Regions from separate parts of the Mus musculus genome. Here regions 2 and 3 are each linked to region 1. A link is a contact called in public HiChIP or PLAC-seq data. All regions are on one chromosome and are shown on one strand. The core of a region is the stretch at or near the end of the contact, and the rest is flanking DNA. Distances in the headings are between cores, read along the strand shown. Region 1 has its middle 110 kb from the start of Mir21c. Region 2 overlaps Pard3 (par-3 family cell polarity regulator). Region 3 overlaps Pard3 (par-3 family cell polarity regulator).

What was found. HiChIP or PLAC-seq counts read pairs in DNA pulled down with a chosen protein or histone mark.
Region 2: a contact with region 1 is called in a FOXA1 HiChIP or PLAC-seq map of pancreatic cancer cells. The contact joins two enhancer-like sites. A contact is called at or near these places in 3 of 484 Hi-C or Micro-C datasets (adipose-derived mesenchymal stem cells, cortical neurons and myocytes), 2 of 115 datasets of contacts at active chromatin or transcription factors (bone marrow-derived macrophages and pancreatic cancer cells) and 1 of 9 other capture datasets (embryonic stem cells).
Region 3: an H3K4me3 HiChIP or PLAC-seq map of bone marrow-derived macrophages shows a contact between it and region 1, with 6 times the contacts expected there. The contact joins two enhancer-like sites. A contact is called at or near these places in 2 of 115 datasets of contacts at active chromatin or transcription factors (bone marrow-derived macrophages and pancreatic cancer cells) and 1 of 9 other capture datasets (embryonic stem cells).

The regions. Positions count from the first base shown.
Region 1 is chr8:128,162,911-128,167,813 of GRCm38.p6, forward strand. No RefSeq gene overlaps it. Among named protein-coding and RNA genes, the nearest start is that of Mir21c, 110 kb to the right of the region's middle. Within about 2 kb of position 2,226, at least 69 of the 459 cell types and tissues checked have an H3K27ac peak or open chromatin away from gene starts, as enhancers often do. A contact at or near this core is called in bone marrow-derived macrophages and pancreatic cancer cells, where this site is marked.
Region 2 is chr8:127,181,646-127,186,548 of GRCm38.p6, forward strand. The region is part of intron 2 of Pard3 (par-3 family cell polarity regulator); the gene reads left to right. Among named protein-coding and RNA genes, the nearest start is that of Pard3, 120 kb to the left of the region's middle. Within about 2 kb of position 2,481, at least 40 of the 459 cell types and tissues checked have an H3K27ac peak or open chromatin away from gene starts, as enhancers often do. A contact at or near this core is called in pancreatic cancer cells, where this site is marked.
Region 3 is chr8:127,316,601-127,321,503 of GRCm38.p6, forward strand. All of the region lies in intron 4 of Pard3 (par-3 family cell polarity regulator), which reads left to right. Among named protein-coding and RNA genes, the nearest start is that of Gm9909, 140 kb to the right of the region's middle. Within about 2 kb of position 1,986, at least 43 of the 459 cell types and tissues checked have an H3K27ac peak or open chromatin away from gene starts, as enhancers often do. A contact at or near this core is called in bone marrow-derived macrophages and pancreatic cancer cells, where this site is marked.

The DNA of each region.
Region 1 (4,903 bases), core at 976-3,475:
GAATATGTGATGAAAAATAAGCCAGACTCAGAAAGATAAATCTCATATCTTCTTCCTCACACATATACTCTTTGTCTCTCTCTGACTGTCTTGCTCTGTGTGTGTGTGTGTGTGTGTGTGTGTGTGTGCATAGTTATGCACACAGATCATCAACCTGATATAAAGGCAGACAGGAAATAGGTTGGCAAAGTGTGTGACATATGTGTGTGAAATTTTCATCATGAAACCCTTGACCTTGTGTGCTATATTGAAAACTGAGAAAAGAGAGGGTAGAAGGGAAGGAAATAGGGATAAGAAGGTGAAGAGCAGAGAGAATGAGGGAAGGGAGAATGCTTACCATGATTTTCTAAGCCCAGTCCTATTAACAAGCCAAAGCTGCAGCCCAGAATTCTACATTATACTGAGGCAAGTGGGTTGAACATTGGTTTATCTTGATGTTTACTTCAGTTCTTAGTGCCCAGTTCTCAACATTCCTCAAGGAAAGGGGAAAGGCAGATGCAGACTGGAGTCAATGCTTGACTCCACTGAACTAGCCCATGTCTGATGGCATGTATGATGGAGAGCTAGGCCATGCCCATCTGAGAGCTGGCTTCTTTTCATTTGACCCTGGAGTTTAGAGGCTACCTGATAGACCAAATCCTTGCACTGATTGACTGGTACATGGTTTCAGTGACTTTTTCTGAAGGCTCCACCTCAGCTCTGTGGCACAAAGCACTAGGTAGATGAAGTCTTAGATTTTGCTGGATGACCTTTTCTGTAGAATCCAGGGATTTCAAAAAGAAAAATAAATGAACCATGACAAGTCCAGGGGAAATGACATAAGTTGACAGAGTCATTGCCCAGGAGTGTAGAGAAGTCTCCAGGTCACACACAAAGTGTCTACTATACAGCCACACTCTCAGCTCCTCCTAAGACATGCTCCATGGCTGACCCCTCTTCTTCCCTTCCCTTTCTCCTTCTCTTTCTTTCTCCTTCTCTTCCCTCTTTCTGTAAAGCTCTTCATCTCTCCCTCTCCTCCTCTTCTCACTCTCCATCACTCCTCCTTTACCCCCACATTCTCTCTCCTTCTCTACCTTTCACCTTCCCACTGCCCTTCCTCTGCCTTCTTTGAGTCTTTGACACAGGATCTCAAGCATCCTTGAACTCACTATGTTGGAAGGATGACTTTGAACTTGTGCTCCTCCTGCTTCTGACTCCCTAGTGCAGGGATTAGGGGTGAACACCTTCATTAGACAAGCACTGTGCCAAATGATCATTATCTCCAGCCCAATTCTGAGAAATATCTCTTGACTTCTACAACCCCCTTCACAGTTCCTGCTTTGAGCTCCATCAACTCATCATTTTTGTTTACTTGCAATGCCCTTCCCAGGATCATCTGTTCAGCTATGTTGCCTTTTGAGCTAGACTGGAAGATTCTAAGAGCTGGAACTACCCCACATACTTAGCTCTTCCCAGTGTGCCTCACAGTAACTCCCTCCAGACTGTAGATACACAACAAACATTGACAGGTAGACTAGGAGATTCTTGTTTCTGTTTTTCCTGAGAGTTTTTCCCAATAGCTTCATAAAGCAGGTTTCTAAACTGGCATGGATAAGGATTTGTCTGCACAGTTCAATTACTACATCTGAGTACCAACCTGCCAAGGCAGTGACACAGACCTCACTTTGTCTCATTGAAGGGTTATGGAGACATTATGCTTTCTGCACTTTGGCTTTTGTGAGCCTGTATAAGGAAAGCACAGAGTTTGTGTGTATGATGAGGGACTCTCCTTTCCCTCTGGGAACATATACCCATGTTGTGTTTGCCTATGGGCTCTCTCCAAGGTGCATTCAACCACAGCTGTAAGGCTCTGATCAGTGACCTATGGTGTCCCCCAAAGAGATGATGGAGCCCAAAAGCAGTGTTTACAGCCCTTCACTCTTTGCTGGAAGCCCTTCAGGCTGTGCTTTACAAATGAGGTTTTAAGCCGCATCACCTGAAGATGGATTTCTGTGCTCAGTCAGATATTAGCAGTACATGGTTTGGGTGGTATGAAATGGGAGTTTAGTGAGTTTAGTCCCCCCTTCACCTTAGGCTAATTATTAAAGAAAGTGTTTGTAGGCCTGCCGACTCTCATAATTCATCCTGACTCACACTTTTCTAGAGTCAGGCTTACAGAGCTCCATCTGCAATGCTGTGATCATTGCCAGAAGAACGTGGTAGGACTGAGTCATACTCCCCCATCTGTGATGGCGTGGGACCCTTGCTAGAGGAATGTGGTAGGACTGAGTCACAACCTCATACTCCTCCATGTGTGACGGCAGGAGCATAGCTGATGAGTGTTGTGGAACCAAGTCATCATTCCACGGTGCAGATGAACTCAGGGAACTTCATTCAGAAACAAGTCTGCCCTTTCCTTCTTCAGTGTGATGGAGTTACATATCCTAAGTCCTCCCATGAGCAAAGCAACCACAATAACCAGGTGTTCTAGTTTGCTTCTCACTGCCACAATACAGATACCATGGTCAACAAACATGGGGAGGGAAGAGTTTTTTTTGGCTTACTCATCTCAATCACAGTCCATTATAAAGAGAAGCTAGGACAGGCACTCTAGCAAGAACTGCAGCAGAGAACATGGAGAAACACTTACTGACTTGTTTCCTAAGGCTTGCTCAAGTTGATTTTTTTATACAACTAAAGACTAACTTCCTAGGGATGGCATGGCCCACCATGAGCTGGGTCCTTGCATATCAATCATTAATCAAGAAAATGTTCCACAGACTTGCCTACAGGCCAATCTTATGGAGCCATTTTCTCAACTGAAGTTCTATCTTCCCAGATGACTCTAGTCTGTGTCAAGTTGACAATGAACCTAACAACCACATCAGGTGACAGACTTTGATACCACTTTCAAAGAACAAACTTCAAAACTCCGGAAAGGAAATAGACAAGATACCAGGTGCCCAGAATCTATCGCCTTCTAAAAAGCACATTAAGAAGAATGGAATCATTTTTCTCCTTAGAGAACACTTACCTTGAAATATAGTCAACTGCCCTGGAATCTTCCATTTCTACTTTCTGCTTTTTCCCCCCTCTCTCTATAGTGTCTGCAAATTTGCATTCCTATGACATATGTGTATATTATGCACTTGAAAATTTTATATAAAGAAAGTGAGAACGGTGGCACGTAAGACTCTAAGAACGTTAAAGATTTAGTGCAACACCTAATTTTAGAGGTAGAGATACTGATCCAAAAGCAGGCCTGAGGCCCGTTTACAGGAAGCAAACAAATGTCCTACAAGAGATGGTAGTCTGGCTCAGCCCCCACCCAGTGCCCTCTTCAGCATGACTGGCATATACGTTAGCTAGACATTACACTGAGGCTTCCACCCACTCTGGCACAATCCCATTAGCGGTTATGAGAGTCCTATTATTAGAAAACAGCTACTGAAAGTATTCTCATCTCAAACTCAGGAAGTGGAAATGAAACCGAGAGTATTTAAGTTTGCTAAATAGAACACTGGAACAGTCCTGACATCCCCATCCTCACCCTCAAAATGATGAGGTTAGCTGGATGATCATTGATGGGAGCATCTCTATCTGAAACACCTATGAAGTCTAAGTCCTGTGAGTATTCCCCATGAGATTTGCTCTTTGTCTCTCCTCAACTGTGACTCTTGAAGGATCTCGAACTTCTATTTTTCCAAATATAAGATGGAGCTAATAATAATTGCCAAGCTGTGGTGACAGTAAACAAGATAATTCACGTTTATTCTTTGAATAAAAAGCAATGTGAAAATGCACCGTGAATCACTTAGGCAGCTTGCAGATAGCCAGGGACTGTGGGATAAAATTAGCCCAAGATGAAGAGGGATGCATTTGTTTGATGGATTCTTTCTCATGGATGCTCAATTCCAAGGTGAATCTTCTGCCTTTCAGAAATTGTGAGCCAGGATGAACTCAGGGCCACTATTAACATTTAACAAAACTGCACATTATTAAAATGGTAATCTGCATTCACTTCAGAGAGGTAAACTCCAGTGCACTCCATGCCTAGGGTTTAATGGCATTCTGCTGCTAGTTTAGATTGCAGATCTAGCAACTTCATCAACTGAAGAGCCGAGGCCCAATTGTAATACTTTTCGCAACATTTAGAAAATGCTTTTCATTTATTACCACCACTTCTTTGCTTTATATCCTCACTAACAAATATATCTATAAAGACGCTTAAAACTGATTCAACATATGCATATGTTGGGATGTGTTTGTAGATGTATGTGTGCATACATGCATGGACCAAAGGCCACCTCAGATGTTATCCCTCAGGCACTGTCTTTCTTTATTGAGAGAGGGTCTTTTGCTGAACTTAGAGCCTCTTCTGCTCTGTTTACCCAGCCCTGGGATTTTAAGTGTGTACCCCCATGCCTAGCTTTTGCACATGAAGATCAAATTCAGATCCCCATGCTTACACAGTCAGCACCTTATCTACTGAGCCATTTTCCCAACCCTTGAATTACTATCATACAGAGACTCAAGTCTCCATCATTGCATATATTGCACAGATCAGTGAGCTACCATTATTGCTATGACTTGAGTAGAACAATCTAAATCTGGCTCAGCTATCCCTACCATCAATTCATTAATCATCTCAAAATTGCAAATTCTTTTTTCTTTTCTCTTTTTTATTAGATATTTTCTTTATTTACATTTCAAATGTTATCCCCTTTCCTGGTCTCCCCTCCCGAAAACCTTCCCCCCCCCTTCCCCTCCCCTGCTCACCAACCCGCCCACTCCCTCTTCCAGGCCCTGGCTTTCCCCTATACTGGAGCATAGTGCCTTCATGGGACCTTTTTGAGAGCTTGTACAACTAACATCAATAAACAATGGCTTGCTTTGGGAAGGAATCTCTACCAGCATACTAGGG
Region 2 (4,903 bases), core at 1,231-3,730, 980 kb before region 1:
TGAACCCTTATTAAAGTTGGTTGAGAAAAATATATGCCTACAGATTGTCTTGTGGGCTCATGTCTTGTGTTACTGGGGCTCAGCGTATGAGCATCCCCCCATGACTAGTGTTCATGTCTGCGCACCATGCACTGCACTGTCTCTTCCTGGAATCTTATTTTTGCCCTGAAGTTTCATCTGATAGTCATCAGGGTCAGAGGTGGCAAAATCTGCTTTTTGACCAAATGTTGTGGACACACTGTGGCTTTCTCAGGGTCCTGTGGGTCAGCCTAACCTCTGTGCATTTCCATAGCCCAATCTCAGTACCTTCCTCTTTCTTTAAAGAATGTCAGCTCTTGATCATGGCTAGGCCATTGATGCTATGCTGTTTCCAGAGTTCATTGTAGAAACTGCTAGTTCCTAAGGAGGGGTTTTGTCTAAACAAAGAAGGAGTTCAGTTCTTTCTGGTGATGATTACTAATCTCTGGGGAATTGAGGAAGTCATTATTGGGTATTGGGGTGGAAGCTACTGGGACTCATCTGTTGTTGGATCTTATGAAACACAGTCTTTCTTTTTCAGCAGGTCTGCCCCCACACTCGGAACATTTTTCCCTCATTATCCTCTCTCAGAACTCTGAGTTCTGCCACTCTGGCAAGTCTTTAGCCGTCACATCTGCACCCCACCAGCACCACTTTCTTTAGCTGACAACTTTTAAACAGTTTCCTGACAAGTCTGCTTGCGAATTTGTACAAGCTCCTCTGTTTGATTGAGGAGTTTGACTAATCACTGTACATGGCTGTACTTAGGCCTGGACTGACTGATTCCCTTTCCCCAGAATATGTCTGTTCATTTGATGCTGTTTGGGAGCCTGTGAGCACACACAGGTGCATCTTCTCCTTGCTCCATTTGAGTGAGGCCATCGCACAGCTTCTGTGAGCAGTGTGGGAAGTGTAGGTTATCGTGGGGGTGTCTGCTGGAAATTTCTCTGCCTTGGTTTTGCCTGTTCCTTCAAGGATACTGACCAGGCCTAAAAATCTGTTTCAATTGCACAACTGCACTGAGAAGTGGGAAACCGGCAAGGGAAGGTTGGGAAGAATATCAGGGATAATGGGTTTTCTGAGGAAAACCCGAGATGCCTGCATGAGGGAGGCGGCCAGTTAGTGGCTTTGCCCTGTGCTTCTCCATACAGAACGTGAAGGACCCAAGGAAATGAACATGGCACATCTTCACTAAAAGCTGGGCCTCACCTCAGTATGCACTGTTAGACCTATGTACAGCCAGCCTCAGGTGAGGCCCCCAGTACTTGCTCAGTGTGACTTAATGCTGAGATCCACTCTCCTGGGAATGGGGTGGCTCTGCACAGCACAGTGGTTGCTTCATGGTGTCTCAGGTCCTAGGTGAGAGCTTTGTGTTAGCCTTGGAACCGCACAGGTGTCCCAGTTCTACTTCAGGAGAACGAAACGGCACTTTGGTTTTGCAGAGCAGCTGTGTGCTGAGAAGGACTTGGGAGTCATCTGTGCTAGGGGGCTTTATTGGCATCTTGAAGACTGTTGTCACATTGGGTTGGCTGAGGAGAACTTCCAGGTCCCTTGAGGACTAGGCTGGTAGTCCCAGTGGTTACCGAGGATAGGGAGCATCACTGTGGTGGCTCTCCGGACATCTTCAGTTCCTGCTCTGTTTGTCTGTATTTATTTTGGGTAACGGTTGGACCTCCTGCCTCATTTTCCCAAGTGCTACGGTTATAACCTTATACCACCATGCCCAGATTCTCTTTCTGTCCTCCCTGTGTGTAGCCACTTTTGGCTCAGTAGGTAATGCCTTGGATGGCAGAGAAACAGCTGGCTTGATTCCCTCTTAGGAAGGAGACTCAAGGGACAATGGGTGCTCAGTATTAAGGGAAAGATGCTGGGAATAAGGTTCCTTCTTTCCTCAGACCAAAAGAAAGAATATGTGGGAAGTGTTACTGCATTAATTTTTGCCATTTGCCTAATTCTGTGGAAGGGAGATGAGCAGGTGTCTGTGCAGTCTCTGGATACCATGTTTCCCTGCACATGCGTGGACATAGAACTTTTCCCACACTCACTGGATGGTGATGGCAGCTGCTTAGCCACTCCAGTGCACCCACTGCCAAAGTGTGGTCAGGATATGCTTGGCTTTTGTCTGCTCCCTTTGTGTGTGTGTGTGTGTGTGTGTGTGTGTCCGTCTGTTTGTCTGTCTCTCTCTGTGTCCATCTGTCTGTCTACACACACACACACACACACACACACACACACACACACTCTTTTCCTCCTTCTGACCTAAGTGATGGTAGTGTACCGAGCTGGCTGGCAAGAGAGTTTCCAAAACTAAACTCTTAAGTCTCAGAGTTTGCTAGGCCCTCTCTCATCATCAAGACAAGTACAAAAACAGTGACCTTTCTGGTTCTCCCCCTGTGTGCTGTGGAGTGCTGTAGTGCCCTGTCCCGGACCTCTGGTGATAGATATGCTTGGGACTATTAGCTTTGTGGTTGAGTTGCAAATCTGGGTAAATATTTGTGCAAAGCCAAGCCTGCCCCTGGCTGCCTGCATAGCCGTCTGTTGGCAGCTGTAAGTCCTTTGAAGTCCTGAAATCTGCTGAACTTGGACCCTCCGTCTCAGCCTTTGTAGCTCTGTGGGCATATTTAAAGCTGATGATGTTGCTTTCCTGTTTGTGGAGGACTTGTCAGTGGCTGTAAGTTTACCCTGGCTGCTTTCCAAGGAGCGGCAGGAATTCTGACCTGGCCAGGAAGTATTAAATGATAGGCCATCTGAAACAGCTGGGTGTCTGTTAAAGTGTCACCTGGGGAGATACACTATTTCCATATTTTTGTATATTATTTGGATTGTGTAATGTCACAGGACTTTTATCAAAGACACCTAGCAGCATCCCCAACATGCACTATAGCTCTTGGCACTGGGAGTAACACGGATTACATCAATATTAAAAAATAAGCTATCAAACATTCATGAAGGTTGTTGGATTTTCTCTCAAGAATGTCTTTGAAGCTGACTTAAAATTGCCACATCTGTTACGATGACTGTGTATGTGTTTGAAGATAATGAAGCATGAACCTTCAGTCTGTTTAAGTCAGACATAGTCCTCATACCTGTGCACAGACTCGTGGTGACCCTGGGATAAGGAGAGTTTTTCTGTTGATAAACATGTATTTTTGAGTATTTTATGTGAGAACTGCATATTGTGTTTCTCTCTGGAATTGATGCAGATCTGCATACATCCTGAACCTGGAGGAACCCCCTCGATTCTGCTCCTTGACGTCATTCTTTGAAATTTTAATTTAGGCTACTGAGGCAGCAGCTACATTCCACCACAGTATCTGCTGTCTACACAGGACAAAGTTGGATTTCCAAGTGTGTTGTTCTTTCTTTCCTTTGTGGAGTGCTTGCCACAATTCACTCATCCTGGGATTTCTCTCCAGTAGTTCTTGTCAACCATTAATAGTCACCAGAAGGCAGCAAGCAAAGCCCTCACCTTTTCACAGCAGCTGGAAATCACAAAGTAATTAGGGCTACAAGGAGCTTTTGAGACTATGAGCTCTGGCAGCGGTTTGATTTTGTGTCAGGTAAAGATCTGCTCCTGCGCACTCAAAGGAAAAAACATCTTTCAAAGTTTCCATTTTCACTGCCTTTCCTGTTTTATGTGGCAGACTGCAGAATTACTCCAAGTCTGGGGAATATTTGTAAGATTGCTGAGTTTGCTAAAGCTTTGCCCGACAGACTCTCACCGTCGCTTTCCTTATGTGCTTTACATATTTCCTGTCAGTAGATGCCCCACTGATACCTACAGTGCATCTTCTGGATGTGAGGTGTAGCCTTGATAAAAGACAAGCCGTCACTCTAAAGGGATGCAGCTTCCGGCTTGCTACTTATTATGTAGGGAGTCCTAGGCCATGCGGGTTTATTCTAGGAAGGGATGAATAATGGATCGTTCTTCAGTGTGATTCTTACACGCAGAAGAAAAAAAAAGTTTAAGTTCTTCTTGTGAAATTGTTATTGCTGGTGAAGGCAAAGAAGTAGTAGTAGTTGGGATTGGTGGTGTAGCTCAGCAGAGAGAGAGAGAGAGAGAGAGAGAGAGAGAGAGAGAGAGAGAGAAGTTTGTACTCATATAGAAAGAGATCAACTTTAGTTCTACTGGCAGAAGAGAAAGGACAAAAGTGTTATTTATAAAGTTGTTTTTTTTTTCCCCTAAAACAAAAGTATATGTTAAGTACCCAGGGGCAGGTGGTGTGGATCAATGGTCTGAGAGGACTGAGAGGGGTGTGAGACCCGAAGAGGGGCCAGATCTATACCAGAAGCGGTAGTTAAGAAGCCAGTGAGCACTCCTATGTTTAGCCATCAAGCAGGTGCTCACCGGTGAAAAAAAGTGTTTACAGAACAGAGTCCTCACATGGCTGACTTCCATGATGATAATGGCACGTGATGGTGGTGTGTTGTCTCCCTGCTGGACTGCCACTGTGTTCTTTGAAGTGTGGAGTGGTACCAGGGACTGCTGGGGTGAGATAGGGTACTCTGTGGTGTTGCTGTTAAAGTACGCTGCAGGGCAGAACAGTGAGCGAGTGCCTAGGGGGACAGAGGAAAATTTAGGATTTATATTTCAGGTGCAGTCGGGAATTATTTAGAGCTTAAGGGTAAGATGTCATTAATGAAGCACAGTGCCTTGTTAAGTCTTTCATGGGAGAGCAGTCCGTTTCTCGTGTTCCCGGACTTCATTACAGCCATCAAAAATGTTTAGCTAATTGTGTTCCCTTCTCAGTAACAGTCCAGGAGCAAAGATGAAAAGGTATTGATGAGTGTTACCTAGGGAACAAGCCGTTACTTGCTTTTTGTGGTTTTTGGTCTTCTAAGTGTTCACAGACAGTTTCCCTTCCCTCCCCTCCCCTCCCCTCCC
Region 3 (4,903 bases), core at 736-3,235, 850 kb before region 1:
CTTCTCACTGCCCTTGGCTTGTTTTCTGAGAGAAAGAAGAGCTTCCTACTGGTGTGTGGAACGAGGTTCTTGTCATAGACAGTTTCCCAGAAGACACTTTACTGTGGATTTCTGAAGATTAGATAGTATGTCCTGGTGTCCAGCCATCTCTACATAAATGTAATTCCTCAGTAGGGGCTGCATAGTTGTTTTGCCACACATGTGTATAAAAACTTAGGAAGGGGCTGGAGAGATGTCTCAGCGGTCAAGAGCACGGACTGCTCTTCCAGAGGTCCTGGGTTCAATTTCCAGCAGCCACATGGTGGCTCACAACCATCTGTAATGAGATTTGATGCCCTCTTCTGGTGTGTCTGAAGACAGCTACAGTGTACTCATATACATAAAATAAATAATTCTTTAAAAAGAAAACTTAGAGGGTTGGGCTCTAGGAATTGTTGGATATCATGTAAGCTAACTATTAAGTATTTGAAAAGTAGTTATGTGTGTCTTCTTCTTACTCAGAAACCCTTGAGGAATGGGGTGCAGTGGCCGGATTCCCGGAGGGACTGCCGGTTGGCTCACATCTTGCCTAGCATGTCCTAGAGAACTTGTCTGGTTGGTTTCTTCCTTCAGATAGACAGAGGATAAGTTGGATGCTCTCCAGTCTCCCCTCCAGTGTCCAAACCATGTATGGCTTTGGGGCAGAGCGCTACCTAGCATGTTAAAGTCCAGAGTCGATCCCTGGCATTGAAAAAAAAAGTGCATAAGAAAATTTCCTGGCATTCTGGGCTACCGAAGAAAATAAGGAATGATTGGGGAAGGTGCTCCAAACAGAAGAGCCTAAGAGTTTGAGTGTTTGTCACTGGATGTCAGATCTGCTCTCTAATTCAGTCTGCTGACTCCTGAGACATCTAGGAATCTGGTTCCTTTAATTGTCTTCCTGAGTCACTAGTTCTGCCAGGCCCTCTTTGTACAGGATCCATCCATGTTTCTAGCCCATGTTGATATGTATTCCTGGAGATGGTTTTCTTGTCTAAGAGGAACACAGTCACCAACCACTGACCAGAAAACTAAGTTACAGGTAAGAAGGCTGCACTTCAGCTCTCAGGGCACCTGTGAAAACTAAGTGAAATTTGTATTTGATTTCCACCCCCGAGTTGCCTCAATGTATGCAATTCCCACAGATACCCTCAAATCTGAGTGGCGGTAGCGATGGTGGTATCTAAAACACTAGCTCCAAACATTTTGCAAAAGGAATATTAAACCCATATTGTATTTGGCACAGGGTCCATCATTTCCTTATTTCTAACTGTTTTAGTGAGGATCTAATTGGTCTACACTGATAACAACTACTATAAGCTCTCTGCCCTTATTTACAAGGTAGCTGTTGAACTTTCTTATGACGGGTAAACCAGGATTATAGTTTCTGGTTAAATATCCTAAAAATAGCTTTTGTTGCTCTTGGGAATCATTTCTGGAAGGAATGATAAGCTGAGGTTGCTGGGATGACTCAGCATGTAAAGTCTGACACACTGAATATGGCTGTCCCTTGGACATAGAAGACAGAAAGAGGAAACTGATTCCTTCAAGTTGGCCTTTGTCTTCCATATGTATATGCCCTTGCCTGAATGAATAAATGTATTGGAGGAGGAGGAAAGGGAGGAGCAAGAGAAGAGAAGGAGGAAAGGGAGGAGCAAGAGAAGAGGAGGAGGAAGAGGGAGAAGAGGAAGAACAGGAGGAGGAAGAGGAAAAGGAGGAGGAGGGAGAGGAGGGGGGATGAAAAGAGGAGGAGAAGAAAGAGGAAGAGGAGAGGAGGAAGAGAAGAAGGAAGGAGGGGAGGAGGATGAGGGGAGGAGGAAGAAGAGGAGGAGGAAAAAGAAGCAGTAGTAGTAGTTCTTGTTGTTGAAGTACAAAATTGAATTATTTTTAAGTCACAAGTTCTGGGTTGAAAACTGTGTGATTTTAAAAGTCTTAATGTCACGTGGGAGCCCTTGGGATCATCTGATTCACAGAAGGGGAATGTGAAGATTTTATGTGTTGAGTGTTTTGTATTTTACAATATTGTGAGACTTGGTGATTTTTTTTCAAAATATGTCAGGAGTTTCTGCACAGAACCGGCCCAGATTGTAACTGGTCTTTCTGTGCCGGTAACAGGAGCGTCCCTCACCTCCATGGTCATGGTGAACAATCTGCGTGTTCATGGCATTGTGGGGAAGGTGGGCTGTTGGTTTTCTGAGACAAAGCTGCTGTCAGGAGTGGATGGTGCTGTGGAATTTCTTCTTGTTGAATTGTGGTTGGCTTCAGGGGAAGTATAGTAGAATACCCCTCCCTGCCTCCCCCGGAAGAGGTATATCCCACAAGCAGCTTGCCAGGGAGCTGAAAGTTAATATGCATTTCCCAGGCCAGGGACTTTTCACACCTGCTGATGCCCATAAAGCATTCATGACAGGAGAGTCCCTGATCACAGCAGCCACACCTGCTTCTCTGACAAGAGGTGCTGTCCTTCCTATTGAAGACTAGCGACTGTTTGGGGCTGCCTCTTCTGTGGAAACTTTATATTATAATGTTAAAAAAGGGATAGTGGGTCCTTATATTATTTTTCATATCTAATCTTTTAGATGAAGTCCTAACTTAACTGTAATAAATCATTGCTTGTCATTAGCAAACTCAGTGGTCATTACTGTTTTATGGTTTAATAAATCATTATGATATCTGCACCGTCCACAGATTCATTCATTCGTTCATCTCACTCTGCAGCCTAAACTGGCTGAGAACACGCTATCTAGGTACTCAGGATGGCCTCAGACCTGCTGTGATCCTTCTGCCTCGGTCTTCCTTGTACCGGGGTAACAGGCGTGTGCTCCCATGCTCAGCATAATTTTATATGATGACCAAAATACCTAAATAAAATTTTTTATCTTGTTTGAGTATTTATAGTGTATAGAATTTTTGTATTGCTTTGATCAGGGAGTGAAAAAGATTTGAAGTGATGTTTTCTAATTTATTATTAACATTTTGTGGGGGTTCCACAAAAATATGGAACAAAGAAGATTTGATAGCTTAGTTTTCCTCTCTTTCTAAGTTGGGTTGTATAAGATTGAAAGTACTGCTTTATGTTTCCATTTATTGATTTATTAATTGACTGTACGAGAGCATTGCTGTGTGTATACTCGCATGTCAGAAAGAGGGCAACAGGTGCCCTTATAGTGGTCTTGAGCCACCATGTGGTTCCTGAGAATTGAACTCAGGACCTCTTAACCACTGAGCCCACTCCAACCCTGAAAATGATTGGAAATTTTCACGTTTGGTAGTTAGAATCTACAAACGAGTATATGTGATCTGGCATAGATAAGGTTTAAGACAGCCGTGTTTTAAAATACCATCCCCAAATGTGTTGCAAATGAAAATAGAGTGTACTATACATACTTCAATGGGCAATCATGACCAACCACATTGTGTTATGGTAGAGCAAAGCATTTCATATTCGATATTTCCCCATATGCTCTCCCCATAAACCCAGAATACACTTCTAGGACCTTTCTCCTGTGTGTACTCAACCCCAACTTTAGATAAGGTTATGTAGAACATGGCTAAGATGTTAGAGCCTGTGTGATGTTATTAATACAATGAAGGATATGTTTCACGGGGATTAAACTATATTTTAAGCCTTCCTTAAACACCTGGTGATAATTTGCAGGTCTTTATACACACATTAATGCATGGATCCACCGTTGACTTGGTACATTAGGGACACTTTTACTGTGGGAAGTTAATGTCTGTCTTACTTTCCTTACCTATTAGCTCCACAAAGTTCACTGTATACATGCACATTGCAGAATTTTTCAGACACAATAGAAAAGGGCGGATTTTTGGCTCTTTAGACATAATCTCCCATAACAGGATCATCTGTCAGTAGTGCCCTGTTGTATGAATTATGCCCTAATCGAGTTAAGTGGAGAATTGATCCACCATTTTTAGATGTAATTACAAGAAATCACATTTGCCATAGGCATTGTAAGCTGTAGGTATGACATGAGTGAGTATGTATGTCTTTTAGTAAAATCTGAAAACACAGTCCTGACGTTTGTGCTCAGGTTTGTCTTAAGACCCTTTGCACCACCCCCTTAGCAACTTTAAAACTTACAAGAGAGTTCTCTTCACGTTCCAGGATTCCCAAACCTTTTGAAACAAGGAACAAAACATACTCAAGGAAGGTGCCCACATTGGGGTGGGCCACTGTGCTGATTGCTGGGGGTTAAAGGTGAATGGTGACCGTATCTAGTCTTTAGTGCCATGGTACAGATAACAACTCTGAAAACTAAAGTTTGAGTTAAAAGCTAGAATACCACAGTAACAGAAAGCATGGCATACTGGGACCTGGGGGCTTCCCCTGAGAGAGAGTGGCAGTTGAGTGGCTTTGATTCCTCACAAATGGCAAGGTTTTTTTCAGTAGATATGACTTGGAAATTGGACTCGGGAAAAGCCAGTGGAAGTAGAAAGAGGTGTGATATGCAGTCAGCGTGGCTGTCTAGATGTTCTCCTGGCCAACACGGGCGTGGCATGATCCAGCACATACTGTAGAAAGATCTGCCCAGGGATAGCATAGAATATGTTGGAGAGGATGAGGCTGGAGCCAGTGTCTGTCCCGAAACCAGTGCAGTAATTGTGTGCATACAAGGTGTGAATTACAGTCAGAGTGGAGTCTTGACAGAGAAGGGTGGGTCAAAAGAGTTGCCAGCTGTGAGGATTGTAGAGGAAGAAGAGAGAAAAAGTCAGATCAGAACCTTTCAGGGCCACACCAGTGTAAGGGATGTTTAGTTTAAGACATTTCTTCCTGATGCTTTCTTCCCCATCCATGCCCACTCTTGGCCATCATATAGGCTTTGTATTGCTCTAGTACCTCATTCTGCCACCATGGCTTCGC